2 separate regions of the Gossypium hirsutum genome follow, and region 1 is linked to region 2. A link is a contact called in public Hi-C data. All regions are on one chromosome and are shown on one strand. The core of a region is the stretch at or near the end of the contact, and the rest is flanking DNA. Distances in the headings are between cores, read along the strand shown. Region 1 holds the start of LOC107935223 (kinesin-like protein KIN-14R). Region 2 holds the start of LOC107924247 (pentatricopeptide repeat-containing protein At5g65560).

Region 1 (6,602 bases), core at 898-3,397, 160 kb after region 2:
ATAAAATAAAGTTTTTAGATTGAATGACAAGATTAAAATAATGAGAACTTTGAAATACTTGCAATGATGGATTATATTGATACTATTACTAACTTTAAAAAATTATATAACACAACATAATAAGCCAACAAATATAAATTTTATTGAAATATATAAATATGTGTGGTGAAAATTCTATGAATATAGGTGGACATGACAAATGTGTTGAAATATATGTTAAATTTTTCATATTTTATATATTGTAATGCAAATGAAAAATTTTGTTTTGTTGTTCCAATTTTATTATTTCTATATAAACTTAATAAAATTTAAAATATTTCAAATGATAAATTTTCATACAATTTTCATTAATTTAATGGACAAACTATTAATCCAAATTGAATTTATTTTACCTAATAAGATTATTTGTTTAATTAAGATGAAAATGGTATGAGTTGTTTTTTTTTAATTAAAAGGTTGGATTTAACTAATAAACTTTTGGTAGTGTTGGTAACAGTTGAGATTTTGATTCCTTGTATACTTAGGATCAAATTTGATTATATAAAATTGTTATGAGTGAATTTTCAATTTTTATCATGTTTATATTGCTATAGATGTATTTTAATATTACGAGTTAATTTTATTTCAATTCTTTACTCATTTATGTTTTGTATTACTTTGATTTTACTTTATAAATCTAGAATTTATATTTATTAAAATAGTCGTCTTTTAATTTTAAATTAACTTTTATATATTTTACTTAAGGTTGTGTATTTTTGTCATATATTTGATTTAATGGGTAGTATTTGAAAATGTTTATGTGGGTCGGTTTTTCATGAAAAGTCACACTATCATAAACCATTGTAGAGGATAAGTGCAAATTTCATGGGATGTTTTTAAATCAATTGCTGAAATAAAAGAAAAAAGAAAAGAGAAACATTAATCCACCGTTAATCATGTTATGTAAGATTTACATTGAAAAACATGAATTTAGTTTTTAACCAATTCAACCGGTTTCAATATTAAAGAAAGAGATAACCAATTTATCAGGTTCCAAGTTATCACTATAATTTTTTAGTTTTTGATGTGAATTGATCAAATGACTATAGTTTCCTTATTTCTATCTTCAAGTACAGTTTTTGATTTAAAGGGATTTCACAAGATCCCGCTATAATAAAATCTCATACTAGATGTTATCTTAAAATTCATGTTATATCTTACGATTTTTCACTCTATTTATCTCCGATGAGAATATTGAAGAGATGTAATCAAGTTGAGTCTAATTCAAACTTTATTCAATATTCGAGGCTGGAAGTTTTTTTTTCCAAGTTAAATTTGTTTCAAGACAAAGATAGAATTGTTGAGTTCAGTCTATTAGGATCATTAGCTAATTTAATTAACCACTAAAAAATCTGAATATCACTCGCTTGATAACTTAAGTTGTTCAACTCAAATTCGAATCAATGTTTTTAGAATCAGATTAATAGTTGAACCAATCAGACCATTAGTTCGTTAGTTCAATCGATTCGATTAGAAATTTATTAAAAATTCATTAAAAATTCATAAAGTATAAAAATTTTGATTCACCTACCCAACGTTTTTCTCCCCTCTCTAATTTTTAAAATTTTATATCTACATTTATATTAAGGGTTAGATTACTTGTCTAGAATTTAGGAGGTTTTGAATAAAAAAATTAAACCTGATCAGTTTTCTAATTTTTTTAATATATTGTATTATGTTATTTTTATATGTTATGTATAATATTATAATGTAAACACTAAAGAATGTTCGGCTATCTATATATAAAATTGTAATAAATGAAAAAATATATAATTATTAAATTAAAAATTAAAAAAATATAATATATTTCTTAATTTTTTTTAAAGATAATATAGATGAATTTAAGTAAAATTTTAAATCTACATTTGAAAACACATAAAATATGTTGGTACCCCAACCTGACTTTTCTCAGTCCATTAACACTTGAACGTGGTAGGACTAGTTTCATCTCTCTAATTCAGTAACTTAAATTTGAAGACTTGGGTTGTTTTTGAAGAGAAGTAGAGAGTATAGAAAGCGAAGCCCAATGGGCTTTGCAAAAACTTATTGGCAAACCCTAAAAAGTACTTAACGGTAAAAAGGTCTCCCAACGGTCGACAAAGAGGAATTCAAATTCGAACAATTTCCTTTCCAAATACATCCCATTTTCAAACGCATTCTAATTTTCTTTCGTTCTTTCACTCTTGCTCGTTACAGACTTATCCAAGCAAATCTCAGAAATTTTCTCGGCAACCAAACACACCCAATGGATAATGCTCAGTTAAACGCTTTTCTCCAAAACCCAGAAACCCATTTCCCCGATTTCTCTATTACTAGGGGTTTCGACTCAGAAAAATGCGATCTTGCCTTGAATCTAGATAACCCTACCTCCGCCATGGATGAAGGTGAAGAAGAATCTTTTGCTGATCTAATGCTTTGTGACTCTAATTCAAGGCTGATCCTATCCGGGTTTTCCAAATCTAATTGCACCGGTAAGTAAAATTTCATGATTTTATCTTGTTAAACTCCTAATTATTTAATCAATAATAAAGTCCTGTGAAAGAAAGAAATTACAACTCTTTTTTTCCTTGATATGCTTGCAAAAAAAGCAGAAGTTTCTTGTGATTTAATTATATTTGGATTTTTTTTAAATCTTTTAAAGTACATGTACTAGCATTCCAGAACTTGTTTGAAATATTACAAAAAGAGAAAAGAAAAGAAAAGAGGTGAAGTTTATTCAAACTTTTCTGAGTTGCTTTTATTTTATATATATATATATATTGCAGATTAATTTAACACTTATGAGTAAATTATGAATTTTGACTTATATTTGTAGTTCTTAATGATATATGATTCAATCAAGGTAGTAATCTTTTTCCTGAAATTTCATACAATTTACAGATGAAATTGTGATGTTTATAAACGCTGGAGGAGAGGCTTTAAATGAAACAGATTCTAGCATGAAATTTGTGGGGGATAATTACTTTGAAGGAGGAAATGTTATGCAGACCAATGAGCCTATAAATGAGGCTGGAGATTGTCCTTTCATTTATTGGTCTGCAAGAATTGGTAGCTTCTCATACCGGTTCAAAAATCTTCCTCCGGGAGACTATTTTGTTGATCTTCATTTTGCAGAGATCATTAACACTAATGGACCTAAAGGAATGAGGATATTCAATGTCTATATGCAAGAAGAGAAGGCAAGTTACTTGTCAAAATCATTCAATTTGTTTTGTGGTTTTTCACTGCCTAGAAATGTTGAAATTTTGGTGTGAATATGACAGGTATTGTCAGATTTTGATATCTTCTCAGTTGTTGGAGCCAATAAGCCATTACAAGTTGTTGGTTTGAGGGTATCAGTGAAGGAGGATGGGCTAATTGCTTTGAGGTTTGAAGGAGTTATAGGAAGCCCCATGGTTTGTGGGATTTGTGTAAGGAAAACACAAAATATTCCAGGTACTGGAATTTGTGTTTTAGTTACTTGATTCACTCCTAGATTTAACTTTGGACCATGTTAGAAAAACTGCTTATTTTGCAACCTTTATTTATGATCTAAAAACAGTTACTCAGGGATCGCAAGAATATCTTAAGTGCAATAACTGTGCTGCTGAAATTGAAGTTTCCTCAGCTCAGGTTACAGTTCATTTAATATGATTTTGATGTTTTCTATGAGAGAAGTTAAGGCTGAACTTCCTGCTTATTTAGACTTTTATTTTGTGCTTTGTAGATGAAATTTGTGCGAACAAAAGTTACATACAAGTATGAAAAGAAGATACAAGAGCTCACTACACAGTGCCAGCTCAAGACACATGAATGTCACGAGGCTTGGATGTCATTGACTGCAGCAAATGAGCAGTTGGAGAAGGTTAGGATGGAACTTGACAACAAGATCTTCCAAACACGCACTCTCGGTAACCATCATCAGTTTACTTGTTCTCAGTTTTTAATGACATGAGCAAATGCATTTCTTCTTAGAAACTCTCATTTTTGCTAAATAATTACTTGTTCCTCATATTTCTGAATGTTTGAACCATTCAAGTGGAGGAAGATTTGTTGGAATATTGTTTATTAAATTCTGACTTAATCACAAATGCTGACGAAAAAGACTATGCAATGGTGGTTTATTTGGATTATGTTAGGTGCTTAAGTTTTACAATGAGAGGCATAGAAATACTTGCTCCTTTTTAACTCAAGAAATCTTCTCTTGTCAGATGAAACTGTGGGGAAACAAACTGAAAATTTGAAAAATATTACTAGCAGTTATGAACATTATAAGAAGTATTGGGCAGCAGCAATCAATAATTTACAAGAGAAAATAAAGGTAATGATTCTATCTTTCCAATAATCTCCTATTTCTTAATAATTTCGCTTCCTACTGTTGTTGAGGGATTATTTATTTTAATGCTTTTTTTTTATTGATGTTTCTGCAGATAATGAAAAATGAACATGCTCAGCTCTCCCATGAAGCACATGCCTGTGCTGAGTCAATACCCGAACTGAATAAAATGGTCACTGGTGTCCAAGCACTGGGTAAGGTCTAATTTATCTTGGTTAAGTGAGTAGGAGTTTGCATTTATACATCTGCATAGACTTACAGAATGAGTTTGCAGTTGAGCAGTGTGAGGATCTCAAAGTGAAGTATAGTGAAGAGCAAGCGAAGCGAAAGGAGCTCTATAATCAAATTCAGGAAACAAAAGGCAAGGATTGTTCTTCCTTCTGAGTAATTTATCAATGCAGTCTATGAAATTGATCATTGAAGAGTACAGGGGAAAACACTTACAGTATTTATTTAATATCAGGTAATATCAGAGTCTTTTGCCGCTGCCGCCCACTTAGTAAAGCAGAGATATCAGCTGGTTCTGCTCAAGCTGTAGATTTTGATGCAGCAAAAGATGGAAACATTGGAATTCTGACAGGTGCCTCCACCAAAAAGACTTTCAAGTTTGATCGAGTGTACACACCCAACGACAATCAAGGTAACAATTACCCCTATCATTTGATGCACGGCCCTTATATAACTAATTAAAATGCTGTAAGAGGCTGATTGAGCTAGTGTTTGTTTTGGCATAACAGTTGATGTTTTTGCGGATGCCTTGCCATTGGTGACATCAGTGTTAGATGGCTACAATGTCTGTATTTTCGCTTACGGGCAAACAGGAACAGGGAAGACATTTACAATGGAAGGCACAGACCAGAACAGAGGAGTCAATTATAGAACTCTAGAGCAGTTGTTTCATATTGCTAAAGAAAGGAGTGAAACTTTTATGTATAACATATCTGTTAGTGTTCTTGAAGTTTATAATGAACAAATTAGAGACTTATTATCTACATCACCAACATCAAAGAGGTGAGACAGCTGTACTTTTTGTTACATTTTTAACTACTCACTTTCAAAATATGGTATCCTGAATGGTGTGATTTATGTTGTTCTAGGATGAATTTCCTTGAGATATTGAAGCTTAATGCATTCACTTGATTTGGTTGATAGGTTGGAGATAAAGCAATCTGCTGAAGGGTTTCATCATGTTCCAGGCATTGTAGAAGCTCAGGTTGAAAATATAAAGGAAGTTTGGAATGTATTGCAGATTGGAAGCAATTCTAGAGCTGTTGGATCAAACAATGTGAATGAACATAGCAGCCGATCCCACTGGTATCAAGACCCCATTTTTTCTTTTTCAACACTTTAAAATGAACGAAGTCTCTTTTATTTTCTGTATCTTTTTTTTTTCATCTTTTTCTCTTTTACTTTTGTTCAGCATGCTTTGTATAATGGTAAAATCAAAGAACTTGATGACTGGTGATTGCACCAAGAGCAAGCTTTGGCTTGTGGATTTGGCAGGCAGTGAGAGGCTTGCCAAAACTGATGCACAAGGGGAACGACTCAAGGAGGCTCAAAATATCAATAAATCCCTTTCAGCTCTTGGGGATGTTGTGTACGCTTTAGCAACAAAAAGTAGTCATATTCCATACAGGTCCATTGATTGTCTACCTTACTCGACTATATAGCCACTTGCCCTTTCATTCTTGTGCATGACATCTGTCATTTGATTCCAGGAATTCAAAGTTGACACATTTACTTCAAGATTCATTAGGTAAATCTGGGGGAATATAGTTGTTTACTCAATCTCTGTTTGTTAGTCTTACTGACATTAGTTTTCGAAGCAATCAGTCTACCAATGTTGCAACTAACAGTAGCTATTATTTATCAGGGGGTGACTCTAAGACTTTGATGTTTGTGCAAATTAGTCCTTCAGAGAGGGACTTAAGTGAAACCCTGAGCTCCTTGAACTTTGCAACTCGAGTTCGAGGAGTAGAGTTGGGTCCTGCTAAGAGGCAAGTTGATACAAGTGAGCTCCAGAAGATGAAAATAATGGTAGGTCTAGTTATTAAGTTTTTTGCTTCCATCACTATTATTTTTTAGTATAAGATTGATCAACTAACTTGACTGCAACTACTTCTAAATTCTTATTAAGCTTGAAAAAGCAAGGCAGGAATCTAGATCCAAAGAGGAGTCTTTAAAGAAACTAGAAGAGAGCTTACAGAATCTAGAGAGTAAGGCCAAAGGTAGAGACCAAGTTTACAAA
Region 2 (7,448 bases), core at 3,281-5,780:
ATCTATGTGCTTCACCTTCAATGGCATTATCACTGTACATAATCTTTTTTTATTATGTTAAGAGTTCGGCGGCTAGAAACCTCTAATCTAGATAACAAAATCAAGGAGGGAGCTTTTGGGATATAATTGAAATCGAGGTTTTATCAGTGAGTACCAGTTGTGGTGCCACCTTTGTTTCAGTTTGGTGTCTTTGGAACTGATTTCATTGCATTCCAGCTCTTGTGAACAGGCAATGCTTTCTGCACCATGGAAATTAAAAGCACACAATTATCGTCATGTAATACATACAAAACTGAATGCAAAAAAAAAAAAAAAAAAACAAAACAAAACAAAACAAAAAAACAAAAAAAAGAAAAAGAAAAACAAAACATCATTGAAGATTTATCTACTTACCTGTTGAGCATAATTATCCTCGTCTTGTGGAGGACTTGCCCATTTTTCTGAGTAAAATGCTTGCTTCTTTCATACCCTTGAATGCATTATTCTGTGACCAAAGATAACAAAGATTATATTCTATACTTCACATTCGAACCAAAGGATGAACGATTTAAGCGATTGAACATTTCCTAATACCCACAACTTTCAATAACTATAGAAAAGGCATAAAAATGGAAGATGAATTGTAAAATATATGGTCATTCTTCCCAAACTTTGCTAACCAAATCAACTGTAAACACATTCCATTCAAGTTATGTACAATAAGAAAAGTGAAAAGAGCGCCAAAAAGGGTAAAATTCCTGCAAATAAGGAGATGCTACAAAAGCTAAGTTACTGAGGATTAGCAGAAAGGCCTTCATTTTCAAGGTCAAGAACATGTCAGAACTAAACAGGAAAACAAGATAATAAAGCAACAAAAGGAACTCTATCAATCATATGAACCATTTTCTGCACATTTTCCTCCCGACATTTACTGGATGGCTACGAATCCTTCTAAATCCGTAAACCATAGGCCATCGGTAAATATAATTTTTATGTCGAAAGCAGTTTTTTTCTACTACTAAAATGCCTTGATAGTATCTTGCTCAACAAAAACCATCCAGGGTAAATCATGTGAAAATATTTGGAAAAGAACTTTGCAACTTAATAATGGTGAATTAATTTAAGCACAATTTCTGATGTGCCTGCCTGACTTATACAGGATACAATTTAGTACTTCATTTATGGTGTTTAGGATAGAACTACAAAGAACAAGATTAATAGAGAGCTCAAAAATACTATTATTTGAACAAATAGGACAAAAGAAACTGTGTACTTGCCTCTAGATTGCCAGCTAGAGTGGTTTGCATGATGAGGGGCCATTACCACTACCATGTCCAGGAATTCAGGGATGTGTGAGCTTCTCAATGAAAAACTGCTCCCTCAGTTCCAGCCTCGTAAAAATGCTTCAATTTAAACAAGTTCCCCAGGCTTTATGTATTGAGACTGCATGTGGAAAGGAATGCAGTTTTCAATCTGTACATCACTAGCACCCATATAGGAGGAAGAGCAATGCAATGGCCCCCTTCAGTAACAAAAATGCAAGAATCTCAAAAGATAAAATACAAAGAATCTACGCTCCATCAATTCCTTCAATTAACAATGAATATGTACTAGGGTGGAGCTGGCAGCCCATTTTTTCCATGATGCTTAAGAGTTCAATGCATCTATCAGCAAGCCCCTTTTTCAGTAAACCATCAATAAGAATCTTCCAAGCTACTTCATCACTACTATAACCACAACGAAGCAAGTTGGCAAAAAGTGTATCAACCTTCTCCTTATCCCCTTGATCATATAGTCCACAAATCAGTTGCCTGTAGGAGTCCAGATAGGGAAACTGGCTAGATTTGATCATTAGGTCCACCACTATCATAGCATCATCATACATTCCCAACTCACAGAAACAATTAAGAAGAGAGTTGTAGGCATCTTCACCAGGAGATATTCCTTGATCTCTCATATGATCAAATAACTTCTGTACTACAACAAAGCGCCCAACTTTGCAAAGTCCTATAATAAGCTTGCCGTAAGTGTTAGCATTGGGTACACAACCATGCTGACGCATTTTCTCAAACAACTCCAGAGCAGTGTCAAATTCCATTGACTTCCAGACATCAGCATGATCAAACAACAAGCCATTTGAAACCAAATTCACTGCAGGGCTGTCATCCTTTGTCCTTCGGTCCTTCAACAGATACTTGAATAAAATAGAGTATGTATGATGAGAAGGCTCACAGCCAGCATCAAACATACATTTGAGAACATCAAATGCAGAATGCATCAATCCCAAGCATCCATATGCATCTAGAAGTAATGTGTATGTCAAAGAATCAGGAAAAACTCCTCCTTCCTTCATCCTAATCATCATATCCTCTGCTTCTTTTAGTCTCCCTACACCACAATATGCATGAATAAAAGCAGTATAGGTTAATACATCAGGTTGACATCCTGAGGAAATTAGTTGATCAAGAGTCCCATGCGCATGATCGAAGTCACCTTCTTTAAGCATCCATTTGATGAGAATTGTATAGGTATCTACTGTAGGCTTCACACCCATCCCTGCCATCTTTTTCACCGTCGACAATGCTTCCTTCATATTTTTCATGTTGCACAACCCATCTATAATGGCATTGTAAGTGCATGAGTTCGGCAAGCAGCCCTGATTAATCATTCTATCAAGCAAATAATTAGCATCTTCAATTTTTCCAACCTTGCAGTATCCATCAATCAAAGCAGTATATATAACTTCATTTGCTTTTAAGCTTTTCTCCTTGAGAGAGTCAAAGAGATTACGAGCTTCTTCTATTCTATCAACTTTACAAAGAGAGTCAATAAGAACACTGTAAGTCCATTGGTCAGGAACCAAACCATTCTTCTTCATCATCTCAAGCAGCCTAAAGGCATTATCCAACTGCCCCATTTTACATTGCCCATGAATTAATGAATTATATGTGACCACATTAGGAACCAGCTTAAGTTCAAGCATCTTATCAAGAAATGCCATTGCCTTGTGAACATTCTTCTTACAAAACCCAGCTATCAATTCATTATAGGTTCGCTCATTAGGAAAACAATTATTAGACTCCATCATACCCAAAACTTCCAATGCAGCCTCCATTGCCCCATGTTTGCAGTATCCATCAATCAAAGCATTGTAGGTGACCACACTTGGAACCAGCCCTTTCTCTAACATCCTACCTACCATTTCCCTTGCCTCATCAACCTTATTGTCTTTACATAAGCTATCAATGATTACTGTATAAGTATGAGCATTCGGCTCACACCCTTTCTGTGACATTTCCTCGAACAATTTTATTCCTTCTGACTTCCTCCCGGTTTCACACAATCCAAAAATAATCACAGTGTATGTACGAACTGTAGGATAACAAAAATCCTCCCCCATCGCCTCAAACAACTTAATAGCCTCATCAACCTGTTCAGCCTCACATAGACCGTGAATAAGATTCGTATAAGAAACCTCATTTCTTCGACAACCCTTACTTGGCATCATTCTAAAAATCCTAAAGGCGCTATCTAAATCCTTATTCCTGCAATGCCCCAATATTAACGAAGTATAAGTAAAGGTATCGGGATTTAATCCCGCTTGGACGATTTTAGTGACATAGCGTTGAGCCTCAACCACATTCCCAATCTTACAATAACCATTGACCATAGTATTCCAAGTAAAAATATTGGGTGAAACCCTATCGTTCAACATCTCACTATAAACGGATTTCATTTCATCAATCATCAAGAATTTCGATAACGACATCAACAAAAAATTGTAGGATCTAAGGGAAAGCTTAAAACAGGAATGAAGTTGTTCGTTCTTATTCATTTCCATTAGTAATTCAAAAACGAACCGGGATTCGTGGATGGAAGCGGAGGATTTGATCATGGCGAGGCGGATTTTGTCAGCAGGGCCGAAGAACTTGTAAGCAACAAGGATGTTCAAAAGGGCGGAATAGGAATAAACAGAGTGTTTGAAAGTGGGTTTCTGGGAGATCCAATAGGAGAAATCGAGAGCAGTTTGGGGGAGAAGATAAGGGTTGAGGGAGAAGAGGGAATGGACATGGGAAGGGGAAATGGAAGGGAGGAGTTTAGGGAGGGAAGGGTGCTTTTGCCAATTGGGTTTGGAGAGAATGGAGTGAAGGAGCAAAGGGAGATCGTGATCGCTTGGCTCAGGGTCTATAGGAAGAGATGAAGGGAATGACGAGAAGGGTTTGGTGAGGAGGAAGCAGCGAAAATGGAAGGACTCAACATGTTTCATAATAGCCGCCGGCGTTCTCATCGTGGAGGTTCTGACGGTGGCGATGGTGAGGGATCCATTCATGGAAATGATTGATAAGAAGAATCACGGAGGCGGCTGAAGCTTAGGAAATGTAGGATTGATTGATTGATTAGGTAGGATGCACTGAGTTAAACGTTTCCCAGACGTGCTTTGGGTTTTGGGCTGCTAATTTGGGCTTCCGCCATTCTCATGTTAGGTCGCCACTTCCTAAAACCCAAACTTGATCACGAAATAAGCTTCCAAAGTGATGAAGGTTTTGGGAACTGGATTGGGTTAAACTTCCTCATTTTTCATAGCTCAGAATTTTTTTAAAAGGGTATGATGTTATCTCATATTCACTCTTTTTCTGTTATATTTATTAACTTATTTTAAATTAAATAAACCACATTTTTTGTTTATTGATTAAAAACAACTAAATAAGGATTAAATTTAATAATAAAATATCATCATTAAATTCCCAATTAACTTTAACAAATATTATAAAAAGCGAAAATAATAAACAATGGTTAATTCCTTTTTAATATTTTTCATGTTTGTTTTATGCTTTATGTTTAGGATTCTATTTTTCCCTTATAATAATATCGTTTTTAAAGTTCGAACATGCTTTCTCTCATTAAGAATATAATGTGTCGTATGGCTGTACTCAATTTTTGATAATAAAATGCAATAAATTTACATTACAATATTTTTTTTTGCATAAAATTCAATAAAACAACTAAAGTATAACAATAAAAAATATAAGATAAAACGAGTTTGCATCTTTCAATCGGTTCGTGGGTTAATTGATTTAACGTTTTATTCAGATTGATGATTTAATTAATTCCCAATCCAACCAACCGATCTAGTCTAATTCTAAAAATAGTTAGAAATAAACATTTCTAAAGGTTTGATTCTCAAAATTTTTAGTTTATGTTTGAAGCAGATCTCAGTGTTTTGACAAACTAAAATTTCCTTTTTCACAATTTGTTAATTTTAAAGTAAGAGTCCGTTTGTTTGCCAAGAAAACATTTTTCAAGTTTTACGTTGTTTGTTTGATTGAAAATAAATTACATTTGGAAAATATTTTCTAAAACATGAGTAAAATGAAATGGGTTTTAGGGAAAATGTCTTACCGATTTTATTTCTGTAAGACATTTTCCATCTTCTAAAACTCTCACCAAATTCTTTCCTCCTTCTTCCGTTCTTCATCTTTCTTCTCCTTCTTCATCCTAGTAACTTTTTTATGCTTTATTTTTTAATCTGCATTTCATGTTTTTGTTGCCTCTCTCACTCAATTCTTCTTCTTCCCTTTTTTTTGTTTTTGTTGAAGAATCTGTTTGGATTTTTGAATCTGTTTGTTCTGTTTGGATTTTGCATCTTTCAAATGATTCTTTCTTTATTTTCTCCAACTAGAAGAACGAGAAAGATTACCCACTGTCATTCGCTTGACTGGGGTGAAACTTTCCCCCATTTTGTACATCAGATTTAATGGGGGAACTAGGAGTGAGGTAGCAATTCTAATGGGGAAACTTTCCCCCAATTTGCGAGTTCTATTTTAGTCTGTGCTACTTAAAAAGATGATTGCGTCTGAATTTATATCCAAGTAGAGATTGTTAGCTTTTCTAGTTTCATGCTTTGGTTCCTCTATCTACTTTTGCCTTTTCTTTGTGATTGTGCTTTGAATCAGTTGCATGCAACTATAGATGAAAATGTAGGAGTCCCTAATTTGTATGATGTTAGCTTGATCTGCCGTTTGGCTATGAAGTATTAGGAAAATGATTTTTTAAGCCATTCCTATGAATCGAAACTTTAAAAGCCTGTCTATCTTGGTTGCATTTAATAAGTTTGGTGCCATAGATGCTTGTTAATGAGAGTATTTTTGCTCGATCAGGTTGATTGACTACATGTTGAGTGTAACATCATTTTTTCAGATGCTGTTGTTGAATTAGCAAATTAGGAATCCTCGAAATTCAGGGATAAGCTACGTCGTGATATTGATGCACATTTGCTTCTGTCCGAGCTGCCAAACTTTCAGAACTGACTTAGGTTATTATTCCCCTAGTTATTGAGGTATGACAAGTTATTTCTGATCATTTAGTTGGGTTATTATCCCCCTGGTTATTAACAGTTCTATAATTTCTAGTTACTTGATATTGAAGCGATATTATGAAGAGTTGGGATAGTGTAGCCTAAAATGCTCTAAAGCAGGAGTTAATGCATCATTTTCACATTTTTTTGAGTTGGGTTGCAAGGAGGCAAGGTGTTTGGAAGTTGATACCCTGATGTTATGACATTTGTTTTCTTGGTCTTGCTGGTTGTTGAAAAATTCAACTTGTTGCATATGATGTGTGTTACTTTAAAAATTGATTTTGCCCAATTAGTTAAGATGTCATTTGTAGTTGGGTTTTTTAATACTTCACTGTGTTGCTACTTGTTGAAATTTTTGCATTGCTATGTATGATGAGAATTACTTTAGAATTGAAACCTAATTAACTTAAATGTCATTGTAGCGACGTAAAAATTTTGCTTCCGGTCGCTAATTGCGGCGATTTAGTGAAAACTTGAAAACTAAAGTTTAATTTTGAAATAAAGTGGGAATCGCCACCGATCCTTTTTCCTAGGTGTGATCGGACACCTATTAGATTTCTTTTTTTTAAAACAAAAAGAAGGCTGAGTTTAGTCTACGTCAAAAGCCAGAGAAAAATTAGGGTTCGGGAGTCAGTTACGTGCAAGGAAGGTATTAGAACCCTCGCGACGCCCAAAATTGGTATCTTGTTAAACACGTGTTGTCTTGATTTTCAAAAATACGAGTTCAATGTAAGATTTAGTCGTGATCCGGTTAAAACACGAGAATTTTTAATAACTTTTTTTGGATTTTTGAGAAGGAAATACCGTTTTAACACGAGTCAATTGATGTTCACCCAACATAGCAATGAAATCGATGACTTAATGTTAAACCAATACGTTGCCTTGCTTATTGGAATTAATTAGAAAAAGATTTTCGTTTAAACGTAAAGCAAATTGATATGAAATAAAAATAAGTAAAAGACAGATCTAGAAGTGCATTGAAACAAATATAAGTGTGACAATAATATTATAAATAATAAAGATGTAATGTAATACTAAAATTAAATATGAAATGGAAACAATGAATGTGTATACGTAATAATGACATTAAGAAAATGTACGTAAAATAGGATGA

What was found. Hi-C and Micro-C count contacts between places; a contact is called where the count stands out from the background.
Region 1: a Hi-C map of leaf shows a contact between it and region 2, with 2.6 times the contacts expected there. The contact joins the promoter of LOC107935223 here to the promoter of LOC107924247 in region 2. A contact is called at or near these places in 7 of 34 Hi-C or Micro-C datasets (hypocotyl, leaf and seedling).

Annotation. Positions count from the first base shown.
Region 1 is chrA12:63,899,987-63,906,588 of Gossypium_hirsutum_v2.1, forward strand. LOC107935223 (kinesin-like protein KIN-14R) reads left to right here and starts at 2,148. Exons shown (of 19, transcript XM_016867795.2): 1 at 2,148-2,510; 2 at 2,920-3,218; 3 at 3,303-3,474; 4 at 3,581-3,651; 5 at 3,746-3,929; 6 at 4,230-4,339; 7 at 4,449-4,548; 8 at 4,629-4,715; 9 at 4,818-4,994; 10 at 5,092-5,365; 11 at 5,507-5,668; 12 at 5,775-5,990; 13 at 6,073-6,110; 14 at 6,228-6,391; 1 more. The coding sequence starts at 2,285.
Region 2 is chrA12:63,739,135-63,746,582 of Gossypium_hirsutum_v2.1, forward strand. It overlaps LOC107924247 (pentatricopeptide repeat-containing protein At5g65560), which reads right to left and starts at 4,531. Exons shown (of 4, transcript XM_016854614.2): 1 at 2,473-4,531; 2 at 1,257-2,367; 3 at 394-484; 4 at 1-239. The coding sequence starts at 4,309. The coding sequence ends at 1,550.